Linked DNA regions of Pan troglodytes: region 1 is linked to region 2. A link is a contact called in public HiChIP or PLAC-seq data. All regions are on one chromosome and are shown on one strand. Each heading gives the region's core, a stretch centred on a gene start, on an enhancer-like site or on the middle of the called end of the contact. The rest is flanking DNA. Distances are from core to core; before and after follow the strand shown. Region 1 holds the start of PPT1 (palmitoyl-protein thioesterase 1). Region 2 holds the start of COL9A2 (collagen type IX alpha 2 chain).

Evidence for each region. HiChIP or PLAC-seq counts read pairs in DNA pulled down with a chosen protein or histone mark.
Region 1: an H3K4me3 HiChIP or PLAC-seq map of stem cell-derived excitatory neurons shows a contact between it and region 2, with 5 times the contacts expected there. The contact joins the promoter of PPT1 here to the promoter of COL9A2 in region 2. A contact is called at or near these places in 1 of 7 Hi-C or Micro-C datasets (induced pluripotent stem cells) and 1 of 1 datasets of contacts at active chromatin or transcription factors (stem cell-derived excitatory neurons).

Annotation. Positions count from the first base shown.
Region 1 is chr1:190,878,018-190,884,252 of NHGRI_mPanTro3-v2.0_pri, reverse strand. It overlaps PPT1 (palmitoyl-protein thioesterase 1), which reads right to left and starts at 2,868. Exons shown (of 9, transcript XM_001172215.5): 1 at 2,297-2,868. The coding sequence starts at 2,420.
Region 2 is chr1:190,650,769-190,656,714 of NHGRI_mPanTro3-v2.0_pri, reverse strand. COL9A2 (collagen type IX alpha 2 chain) reads right to left here and starts at 4,689. Exons shown (of 33, transcript XM_016959840.4): 1 at 4,607-4,689; 2 at 4,106-4,292; 3 at 2,570-2,644; 4 at 1,334-1,369; 5 at 1,187-1,249. The coding sequence starts at 4,180.

The DNA of each region.
Region 1 (6,235 bases), core at 1,619-4,118, 230 kb before region 2:
TTCTCCACACTGAGTTGTAATTGTAGGTTACTTAACTGCCTCTGCCTCCCCTGTAACTGACTGTGAGCTCTGGGAAAACACAAAGCTCCTACCCTGTGTCCTCTTTTGACCCCACTGTAGTAGCCCCAGGGCCTGTTGGAGAACCTTGCAAGTGTTTGTATTTGCTGACTCTAATTACTCTGAATATTTTTCTGTAACCCATCCCAATAAAGCTCTCACTATCACAACTCTCCCAAAACTGCTTTTGTCAAGATTAATCATCTTTATATTGCTAAATCCAATAATCAGTTGTCAGCCTTTATCTTCCTTGACCCATTAACATTTGATACAGTTGATCATGACCTATCAACATTTGATGCAGTTGATCATGCCCTTCTTCCTGAAACATTTTCTTCACTTGGCTTCAAGGACACGGCGCTTTCCTGACCCCTCCACTTCACTGGCTATTCGGTTACAGTCTCCTTTGCTAGTTTCTCCTCATTTCCTCCACCTCCAAATGGAATGGAGTGCCTCAGGGCTTAGTCCTCTGTGTACGCTCATTTCCTAGGTGGTCTCACCTAGCCTTTAACTACTAGCTGTATGCTGAAGACTCCCTGCTTAAAGCTCCAACCCGTATCTCTGTCCTAGACTCCACACTCCAAATGCCTCTACAACATCTCCTGGGTGTCTCATGAGGATCTCAAGTTTAGTAAGCCCAAAAGCAGACTCTTGATCTTTCCCCCACCCTAAGTCAGCTTGTCCTACAGGCTTCCCCACCTTGGTAAAATGAAAACTTCACCCTTCCAATTGTCCAGGCCAAAACCTGTGGAGTCATCTTTGGCTCCTTTCTTTCTCTTATTCCAAGTCTGATCTGTTAGCAATCCACCTTCAAAATCTAGCCAAACTTTGACCACTTCTCAACACCTCTACTGTTACTCTACAGTTCCAAGTCATAATCATCTCTTGTTTAAATTATTGCAATAGTTTCCTGTCTCCCTGTGACTATCCATGACCCCCTACGATCTATTCTCAATACAGCAACTAAAGTGATTCTTTAAAAATGTGTCAGATCATGTCACTCATCTGCTCAAAAAGTTCCCCATGACACTCTAGCCAAAGTCCCTGCATTAGTCTTACTAGGCCCAATAACTTCTGTACCTGCCCCTCCCTTCCAAACTAAACTCCTAACTTCTTCCCCTTGCTTACTCATTTCCAGCCACGCTGATCTGAATGCTGTCCCTTGAACACACCAGACATACTTCCATATCAGGGCTTTCCCATTTACTGTTCCTTCTACCAGATAGCCAAATGGCAACTGTCCTCATCTACCTCAGTTTTGTACTCAGATGTCACTTTTTCAGTGAATTCTTTCCCAACTTTGCTTTATTAAAAGTGCAAGCCCCCACCTCCAGTCTTTATCCTACACCCTACTATATTTTTCTCCATTGCACATATCACCATTTGATATGTTATTTTTACTTGTTAATTTCTTTATAATCTGCTTCTCCTACTGGAGAGTAGGTTCCAAAAGAACAAAGAATTTAGTCTGTTTAGTTCCCTGCTGTATCCTCAGCACCTAGTAGGTGCTCAATAACTGTGTTAAATGAATATAGGTTGAGCATCCTAATCTGAAAATGGGAAATCCAAAATTTGAAAGTTTTTCAGCGCAGACATGATGCCACAAGTGGAAAATTCCACACCTGACCTCATGTGATGGGTTGCACAAAATTATTTAAAATATTGCATAAAATTACCTTCCAGCTATGTGTATAAGGTGTATATGAAAAATAAATAAATTTCCTGTTTACACTTGGGTCCCACCCCCCAGATATCTTGTATATATGCAAATATTTAAGAAAAAAAATCCGAAATGCTTCCCAGTCCCAAGCATTTCAGATAAGGGTTACTCAATTTGTAAATGAACTGTAGGTGCCTAACAAATCTCTGTTCAATGTGTGAAGGAATAAATAAAAGGGTAGATGCGCCAGTCTTATAGCCAGCCGCAGCTCACCTAGCCTGACCAAGTGCGAGATGCTGCATCCTGACGCCACTACTGTAAGGATTAATCAAGGACAGCATGTAAAACTTCAACGCCGTGCGCGGCTCTCTCTTTCCTTCCCCTTCTCTCTTTCCAGTGAAGGGGACGGCTCCTTCCCCTTCTCTCTTTCCAATGCAGATCCTTCAAATCCTAAAATGTCGAGGCAGCCGCGTGCTGTGGGACCACGTCCTCGCCCTCTACACCCACATTTTGCAGATGCGAACCCAGGCTAGGAAGAGAGAGAATCGCCAAACCCTTTTAAATTTCTCACTCACTCACCCATCCCATGCCAGATCACCAACGGCAGCGGCGCCGGCGGGTCCAGATGCTGCAGCGCCCGAGAAGCGCAGGTCCATGGCAGGAGAGCCACAGCCAAGAGCCACAGGCAGCCGGGCGACGCCATCTTCGCTGTGTCACATGACCGCGGGCGCGAGACTCCGGGAACCGCGCTCCGCCCGCCTGGGCGTGGCGCCGCCGGTTGCAGACTGCAACCTGCGCATCCCGAACGGATGCCCAGCCTGATGGGCGTCGGCCCTACCCTGGAGCTTTCAGCGCGACAGGTCCCCCGCCAGACCCCGCTGGCCGAGTGGGGCTCTGCGCTCTCGTAGACCGCCCTCTGCGGTGAATCAAAATAATTGCTAACATATATTCAGTGCTGATCAGATGCTATCAGGCACTATTCTTACAACCTTTAACTAATTCACTCTTCATAACAATGCTGTATGCACTTCTCCCCCTGACAGGTGAGGACACTGAGGCACTGAGAATTGGCACTGAGTAAGGTGCCCAAGGTCACAGAGATAGCAAATTGGTGGTTCCAAAGTCGTTGCTCTTCACCACTGCCCTGTACTGCCTTTGCAAGAAACATGCACAGAGGAAGGAAGAAAGAAGGAGGGACGGTTTCCAGCCAGGACCAATCATGGCAGGGTGTGGGGTTTGTTCTGGATATTGAAGGAGAGGTAGGATTTCAACAAGCAAAGATGAAATTCAGAAGGACTGAGATGAGCTAAGGTAGAGAGGAGAAAGACAACTGTGTTTTCTAGAAATGTCGGGACTTCAAGACGGACGAAAGCATATGTTGGATGCATAAGACTGAGGGGAAAACCCATGGCCACTAACTGGCCTAATCTCAGCTGGATTATTTCAAGGGTCTCTCATCAACCATTTCCTTTTCCATTCTCTCCTCTTTAATCCATTTTATGCTCTATTGCCACATTCATCCCTCAATCCACCTTCATAATATCAGTTCCCTGCTCAAGTTTTTTTTCAACAAAACATCAAAAAATAGTTTAAATAATTTATAAAGAAATTAGAGTGTATCCACTATACAATGGAATAATATGAGGCCAGTTTTATAAAAAATGAGTATAGGGCCGGGCGCGGTGGCTCACTCCTGTAATCCCAGCACTTTGGGAGGCTGAGGTGGGCAGATCACCTGAGGTAGCGAGTTCGAGACCAGCCTGACCAACATGGAGAAATCCCGTCTCTACTAAAATTACAAAATTAGCCGGGTGTGGTGGCGCATACTTGTAATCCCAGCTACTCAGGAGGCTGAGGCAGGAGAATCGCTTGAACCCGGGAGGCAGAGGTTGCGGTAAGCTGAGATCATACCATTGTACTCCAGCCTGGGCAACAAGAGCAAAACTCTGTCTCAAAAAATAAAAATAAAAAATAAATAAAAAGAGAGTACAGCCCAGGCAACATAGCAAGACCCCATCTCTACAAAAAAAAAATTTTTTTTTAAATTAGCCAGGGGTGGTGGTATGTGCCTGTAATCCTAGCTACTGGGGAGGCTAAGGTGGGAGGATCACTTGAGCCCAGGAGTTCAAGGCTGCATTGAGCTATGATCTCGCCATTGCACTGAGCTATGATCTCGCTGTTGCCCTGGGCAAGAGTGAGACCCTGTCTCTCTCAAAAAAGAAAAATGAGGTAAATTTACATAAAGTGACATGAAAAATGCCCTTAATATGTTGTAAAAGAAAAGTCGATTACAAACCCACGGTCTGTAATCTCTTCTATTCCATGCCATTGGGACTAGAGGTAAGTTGTTAGTTGAAAAGTCAATTAAAATGCAGAATCCACTGGGCGCACTTTGGGAGGCTGAGGCAGGTGGATCACCTGAGGTTGGGAGTTCGAGACCAGCCTGGCCAACATGATGAAACCCCATCTCTACTAAAAATACAAAAAATTAGCCGGGCGTGGTGGTGGGTGCCTGTAATCCCAGCTACTCAGGAGGCTGAGACAGGAGAATCACTTGAACCCAGGAGGCAGAGGGTGCAGTGAGCCAAGACTGAGCTACTGCACTCCAGCCTGGGCAACAAGAGTGAAACTCTGTCTCAAAGAAAAAAAAATGCAGAATCATAAAGCATTATACAGTACAGTATACAGTTTTGTTTTAAGAAAAATAAGCTTATTGTATAAGCATTTTATTTTAACTTAAGACTTACAAATTGAAGTAGTTTCAGGATTTTTCTGTGAATATAGCCCTCTCAGTGAAATTTCCTGCCTTTAATGAACTATTTATAATTTCTTTAAAGGTTTCTTTAAACTGGAGCAATAACTGAAAGACACTTGTGAAGCAATCTGAATGCAATTTTTTTTTTTTTTCGAGACAGAGTCTTGTTCTGTCCCCCAGACTGGAGTGCAGTGGCGTGATCTTGGCTCACTGTAACCTCCACCTCCCGGGTTCAAGCGATTCTCGTGCCTCTGCCTCCCAAGTAGCTGGGATTACAGACACACCACCAACATGCCCCGCTAATTTTTTGTGTTTTTTGTAGAGACAGGGTTTCGCCATGTTGCCCAGGCTGGTCTCGAACTCCTGAGCTCAGGCAATCCGCCCCCCTCAGCCTCCCAAAGTTCTAGGATTACAGCTGTGAGCCATTGTGCCAGACCAACATTCTTTTTGTTTTTTATTTTTGATTCAGGGTCACATATGCAAGTTTGCTATATAGGTAAGTTGTATGTCAAGGAGGTTGGGTGTACGTTTTATTTTGTCACTGCCATAATGAACATAGTACCCAATAGGTAACTTTTCATTTCCACCCTCATGTAGGCCCCAGTGTCTGTTGTTCCCTTCTTTGTGTCCATCTGTACTTAATGTTTAGCTCCCACTTATAAGTGAGAACATGTGGTATTTGGTTTTGTTTTCCTGCATTAGTTTGCTTAGGATAATGACCTGGTCCAGTTCCATCTATGTTGCTGCAAAGGACATTATCTCATTCCTTTTTTGGCTGTGTAGTATTCTATGGTGTATACCTACCACATTTTCTTTATCCAGTCTACTGTTGATGGACACTTAGGTTAATTCCATGTCTTTGCTATTATGAATAGTGCTATGATGACTTTTTTTTTTTTTTTTTTTTTTTTTTGCGACAGGGTCTTGCTCTATTCCCCAAGTTGGACTGCAGTGACACAATCATAGCTTACTGCAGCCTGGAACTCCTAGGCTCAAGGGATCCTCCCGCCTCAGCCTCTCAAAGTGCTGGGATTACAGGTGTGAGCCACAGTGTTTGGATGTGAAATTATTCTAGATGGAAGACTTTCCACTCTCAGATTTCCGACCCAGAGTTACTTTAACAATTTTTTTAACAACTTGCCTTTAACAAGCTTTTCCAATGCATTCAACTTAGTTTTCACAGAAACATCTCTTTTCTCTTTATGCTCATATTTCATGTTTTCAAAAATTTAACTAAATTATGATAGCAAATATCACCGATATATTAATAAATAAATAAAATAAGCCCAAAGGCATTTAGTAAGCAAGTAGCTCAATTGACAGGAACAGAACTACCCAAGAGTTCTGAAAAGCAGCCTCTAGCCATGTGGGCATGCTGTGGGCATAGGTAAGTAGGTAAGTACATTTTAGAACTGGGAGAGTAAGTTAAACAGGGCATAAGAAAATAACTATGTATTTATGTACATACATATATGATGGTTGTACAACTCTATAAATTTACTAAAAATCATTGGTTTGTACACATAAAATGGGTGACTTTTATGGCATGTGGAATATATTTCAATAAAGCTGTTCTTTTTTTAAAGAAGACATCTGTGTATTTATATATTTGTACATTATCACTGAAAGGTCAAAGCATTGCCAAGAAAAAAGAGGCTGGGTGCGGTGGCTCACGCCTGTAATCCCAGCACTTTGGGAGGCTGAGGCGGGTGGATCACGAGGTCAGGAGATCGAGACCATCCTGGCTAACACGGTGAAACCCC
Region 2 (5,946 bases), core at 3,440-5,939:
TTTATGCCAGACCCAGGCTTCATGCCTCCGGGTTCAGGAGTCTAGAAGACCTAGCCATGGGTCAAGATTGGTCATTTGCTTGATGTCCTACCTTGGCAACTTTTTCATTTTCTTTTCTTTCCTTTCCTTTCTCTTTTCTTTTTCTTTCTTTCTTTTTTTTTTTTTTAATTGAGACACAGTCTCACTCTGTTGCTCAGGCTGGAGTGCAGTGGCACAGTCTCAGCTCACTGCAACCCCCGCTTCCTGGGTTCAAATGATTCTTGTGCCCCAGTCTCCCAAGTAGCTAGGACCAGGGGCATGTGCCACCACGCTTGGGTAATTTTTGTATTTTTAGTAGAGATGGGGTTTCACCATGTTGGCCAGGCTGGTCTTGAACTCCTGACCTCAAGTAATCTGCCCACCTCGGCCTCCCAAAGTGCTGGGATTACAGGCATAAGCCACCACGCCAGGCCATTGGCAACTTTTTCTGAGCCTTAGTTTCTCATCTGGGTGCCTCTCTGGGTGGATGTGAGAACCGATGCAACGTAGAAGGCAATATGCCTTGTAATCGTTGCAGGGTGTGGATGAGTTTGAAGGGGCCCTGGTGACTGTCCCAGCCCTGGTCACACCTCATGAGCCAGCAGGGCAGAGGCAAGTCATGGAGGTTTCTCCTTTCTCCCATCTTTCAGTGACTGACCCAGTGTAAACCCCATCAGATGTTGTCCTCATGCCCCTGGGGCTGGCTGTGTTCAAGAGCCTGTGACCTTGGGGGCCCCCTGGGAGCTCTGTGGTATCAGCTAAATGATGTTTCTCTCCTGAGTCATGCCTGGGGCTGTGGGTAGGGGTCAGGGGAAGAGTGGAGGAAAGGACAGGGCACACAAGGACAGCCACCCAACATATTCAGCCTGATCCTTGGAGGCCAGAAATGTGAGACTAAGTCCTGACTGCTGCGGGGTAGCAGGAGGAGCCTGCACCTCCCAGAAAGCAGACCCTCTCTCTGGACCCCGGTTGCCTGCAAATCAATGCCCCTGGGTGAGAGTGAGGTTCCAGGAAGGTCACAAGTCATATCAAGGTGAGGGGGGCTCACAGCTGGAGAATCTCCATCCTGCTGCCCATCTCTGAACAGATCAGTGAAGATGCCAGAGCCAGGCCCTGGAGGTCAATTGGCAGAGCCCTACCCTGCCCCACCCGACACTCAGCTACTCACATCAATCCCGGGCTTCCCGTCTGGCCCATCTGGCCCAGCTTTGCCAGGCTCGCCCTTGGGTCCCTTGAAAACAGAGATGGAACAAACATGAGCCAGAGGAGGGCAAGAGCAGGAAGGGTCAAAGGCCAAAGAGGATAAAGCACTCACCGGAGGGCCAGCTTTTCCAGGGGGCCCATTGTCACCCTGCAAGATACAAGTTGGTGAGACAGCACACTACGGCTCACACTACCCCAAGTGGGCACACACAGGCCCTGGCAGGCCGCTCCCAAAGGCTCTCCTCACTCTCCTCTCTTCTGTCCAGGTCCCCTAAGCCTTGCAATCTTTGGGAAAAGAGCCCCCTTTTCCTCAAAAATAAAAACCAAAAACAAATCATAGGAGCATGAGAATAACCCTGGCCGGGCTGGAGAGGGTGACAGCAACATGCAAGAAGGTACAGACATGCTGATGTCATGAGATGCCAGCTGTGAGACCCACTACCAGGGCTGGGGGCTCCAAGCTGATGCCTCTTGGATTTGGGCACGTGTGGGAGGAAGGTTGGGGCTTTTAGAGAAACGTGAAGGGGGATGAGCGAGTTGGGCAGCAGCTCTATTCCAGACTGCAGGGCAGGAGAACGGGAAGCTGAGCCAGTGGCAAGGACCAAGGGGGACTGCAAGGGGGAAATTCAGTGTTCCCAAGGAGGGAAGGACCTCCTTCCAGTGCCAAAGGACCCTTGGTGGTGGGCAGGCAGGGCCGGTGGAGTGCGATTCAGCCCCAGAGAGGCCTCCAGGCATTTCAGAGCCCTCAGCAGCCAGGGCCTGGCCGGGGGCCCAGCATCCTGTGTTTGGGGGGTGGGGGCACCAGGTTGAATAGAAGTCTGTCCAGACTGGTAAACATCAAGCGGCCCTCCTGCGCGAGCTTTCAGAATGAGGTATTTAACCCTCACCCTGCAGGGAACAAGCCCAGCTGATTCTAAATCGGGGAGAGAAAACCGAAGGGAAGAGACGGGAGTCTGGCCCAAGCTGGTCGGTGGTCTGGCCAAGGCTCCCAAGCGAACCTGAAGAAGCGTCCAGATGTGCCAGAGGCAGGGTGAGGGGTTGAGTCGCCTCCTACCCCACAAGGAGGGGAAAGGAGAGGAGGGGGATGAGGCCTCGCTGTGAGCTGCGGCCGGCGGACTGAACAGCAGCTCCTTGTCTGTCGGCGGCTATAACGGGCTCCGCATGTCAGGGCTGGTTTGAGGTTTTTGCAGAACAAACGGCGTCCTTGTGGTGCGGGCCGGCGCCGCCTATTGGCGACGAGGGGCACTACATCTCCGGGCACCCCAGTCCCCAGCCCCACCACAGCGCTCACAAAGTTCTCCTTTGTCTGCCGCCTCCCTCCCGCCCTGGTCTCAGGTTAGAGACTTACGTCGATGCCGTCGGATCCAGGCACTCCCGGCGGTCCCGGGGGACCCGGGGGGCCCCGCTCTCCCGGTGGACCTCTCTGAAAAACACACACGGGGTGGGGCAGTCCTCAGACAGTGCAGGAAGCTGGGCGTCTCCGGGGCTGCAAGCGACCCTGGGAGCGGGGTCCTAGGGGCGCACCTCTTCCGCGAACTCCCACGTATTGAGAATCTTCTGTATAGCAGGCACTGTGTGCCATTACATGCATTCATTATCTTACAGAATACTCAGAACCGGGAGGCGGGCGCTATTACGGGCCCCAGTTTGCAGTCGAAGAAACTGGCTCAGAACGTGAAGGGTCCATGGTCACTGAGAGTGGGCGGCGGCGCCAGGACTCCGCCCTGGATCTGCCCGACTCCTTCCACTGTGCCAGTTTGCCCTTGCGCGGTCGCGGTGGGGAATAGATGGAGACGTGGACAGCTCAAATAAATCACAGATGGAATGTAAGGTTGTGCCTAGCAGGCTGCCGGCCCTCAGTGAGCGGTGGCTCGGGTTGTTATTCTTACGTGAACGACAGGCAGAGACAGCGCCTCCTCCTCTCCCCATGGTGCGGGAAAACCCGACGGGAAAGTGGGGGAGGCGCAGAGAAAGGAGGTGTAGGGAGGTGAAGCGGGTACTATCTTCCCACTCGGAGCGCCCCTTCGGCAGCACAGCTGCCCGGTCCTCCCTCCGCTAAGTCCTGACTGCTGCAGGGGAGCAGGAGGAGCCGGCACCTCCCAGAAAGCAGACCCTCTCTCTGGATCCCGTTTGCCTGCAATTCAATGCCCCTGGGTGGGTGTGAGGTTTCAGGGAGGTCACAAGTCATATCAAGATGAGGCGAGCTCACAGCTGGAGATTCTCCTCCATCCTGCTGCCCATCTCTGAACAGATCAGAGATCTTAAAAGGCGGCCCTTTTAAGAGGCCAGCTCGGACCCAGGCAGGGGTCCCGGTGCCCACGACCTCCCCAGGCCGTGAAGTGCCAGGCTGGCGCCCCGCAGGCGAGCTCGAAACCACACCCAGCACCCGACGGGGCCCAGTCTCTGCCCTACCCGCGCGCCCGCAGCCCCCGGCGGCCCTCGGAAGGGAGACGTGGGTAGACGGGCAGGGCCGAGAGGCCGCCTCGGGGCGACAGCGGCGTCTGGTTGGAGCCGGCGCCCCCTGGGAGGCGGCGGGGGCGGAGGCTGCGCAGCGGGTGAATGAGCACCATTGTATGCCCCGCCACCTGGGCTCCCCGGGCTGCCAGGACCGGGCGCCAGCTCCTGCCCCACGCTGCCTGTCCCGGGCCGGGCCGCGCGTCTCGGGACGGGTCCCGTTTGACTCTCCGGCTCAGCCACCTCCATTCATGGTGCCGCGATGGGCACCATGTATGCACCCACCGAGGGGACCTGCCCGCGGCGCTGTCCTCAGGTGGCCTCTCGGGCTAGGGGTGTCAGTAGGCGCGGGACACAGGCAGAGCTCCTCCATCCCGGACTCCAGACCCCGCACCCTGGACCCTGGCAGCGGAGGGGCTGCGAAACTTACAATCTGCGCCAGAGCGAGCACTACCACCTGGAGGAGAACAAGGAGGCTGCGGGGGGAGGCCGTAGCGGCGGCCATGGCTGGCGGCGAGACCAAGGGGGACGGGTGCGTGTCCGCGCACGCACCGACGGCAGAGTCTCCCGGCGCTCCTCCAGCGCTGGCTGTTCGCGGGCGGGGTGGGCTGGGGCTCCTGAATATGCGGGGGGCGGGGCGGGGGCCGGCGTGAGCTGTCACCTGAGAGGACCGGCGGGGTTGCCGGGAGGGAGGCCGGCGCCAGGCATCCAGCTCCGCCCCGCGCGGTCCAGCCTCCTGCGCCCACCCTCTGTCCTCTGCCCGGGCTTCCCGGGCGCCTCAGCCTGGTAATCCCAGGGGCGACCGGGGTGCGGGTCGGAGATGATGGTCCAGTTTCTTTGTGAGAAGGCATAAGGCCGTCTGAGGTTCCCCGCGGGACCTTCAGGCCCCAGCACCTTCCCCCTGACGCACAGCCTGTGCCCCATCACTTACCCTACGTCCTCTCCAGGGCCCAGGCCGAGAGCACCTCGGGCTCTGCAGATCTTGCTGCAGGCTCTCCCCAGCTCCCGCCCACCTTGCTCCCCTCTCCTCTGGCTCCTTCCTCTCCAAGCACAAACAAACAGGCCTTTTCCATATTAATATGCCACAGTCCTTCCTGGATCAGCCGTCTCATGAATACTCCATCGGCCTCTTTCAGCTCTTTAGTGGAGCTGTGTGCACCTCCCCCACCCCCGAACTTCCTCACCTCGCTTTCACCTCCCTACTCTGTCCCAACAAGCAAATCTGTCTCCTGGAGGTCTGCAGTGAAGCCCAACCTTTCTTCGGTCCTCCAGGCAGGAAGCTGTTGGCATCTTCACCTGCCCTTGAAGTCTTCCCCATCCAAGCTCCTGCCATCCAGCTCCCCTTTTTCTATTGCCTTTAATTCTCTGCAGCTGCCTTAAGCACTGGTGTGTTTAGGATTGGGCCTTCTCACTCCATGTTCATAGAAACAACTACCACTTTATTCACCAGAGTTTCCGAACCCCGCTGTCCAGCATAGCCCGACTCCAGAGAGCCTTCCCTTCCCTTCCCTCCCACTCACTTAGGCAATATTGGTAAAATGCTTTAGAATCTGACTTTTTCACAATTATAGATATGACCACAGGCACCCCAAACTCTATGAAGTCTCAGTTTCCTCATCTGTAAAATGGGGATACTAATAGTCCATATATATATATATATATATATATATATTTTTTTTTTTTTTTTTTTTTAAGACAGAGTCTTAAAAGGCTCTGGAGTGCAGTGGCACGATGTCAGCTAACTGCAACCTCGCCTCGCGGGTTCAAATGATTCCCCTGCCTCAGCCTCTCGAGTAGCTGGAATTACAGGCATGAGCCACAATGCCTGGCTAATTTTTATATTTTTAGTAGAGATGGGGTTTCGCCATGTTGGCCAGGCTGCTCTTGAACTCCTGACTTCAGGTGATCTGCCTGCCTCAGCCTCCCAAAGTGTTGGGATTACAGGCATGAGCCACCGTGCCCAGCAAATAGTCCTTATCTTAAAGGGTTTTTGTGGAAATTGAATGAGATGACTCATGCGAGGCATTTAACCTCGAACCAGCACATAGTAGGTGCTTGATACATTTTAGCTTTCCTTATGATTTATGGATGACTGTTTTACTAGGTTGGCATCCAATGTGGGGAAGCTGGCCACAGGCAGATCAGCTAAAATGATGAACCTAGTTGAAGCTAGAAAAGTCCAACTCCATTGGGCAGGTTAGCAAAGGGCTCTGGATTTTGAAAGGTTGTCCTGGAGCTGAGTTTGGGAGAAAGAGCTTGAGAGAATGTAAT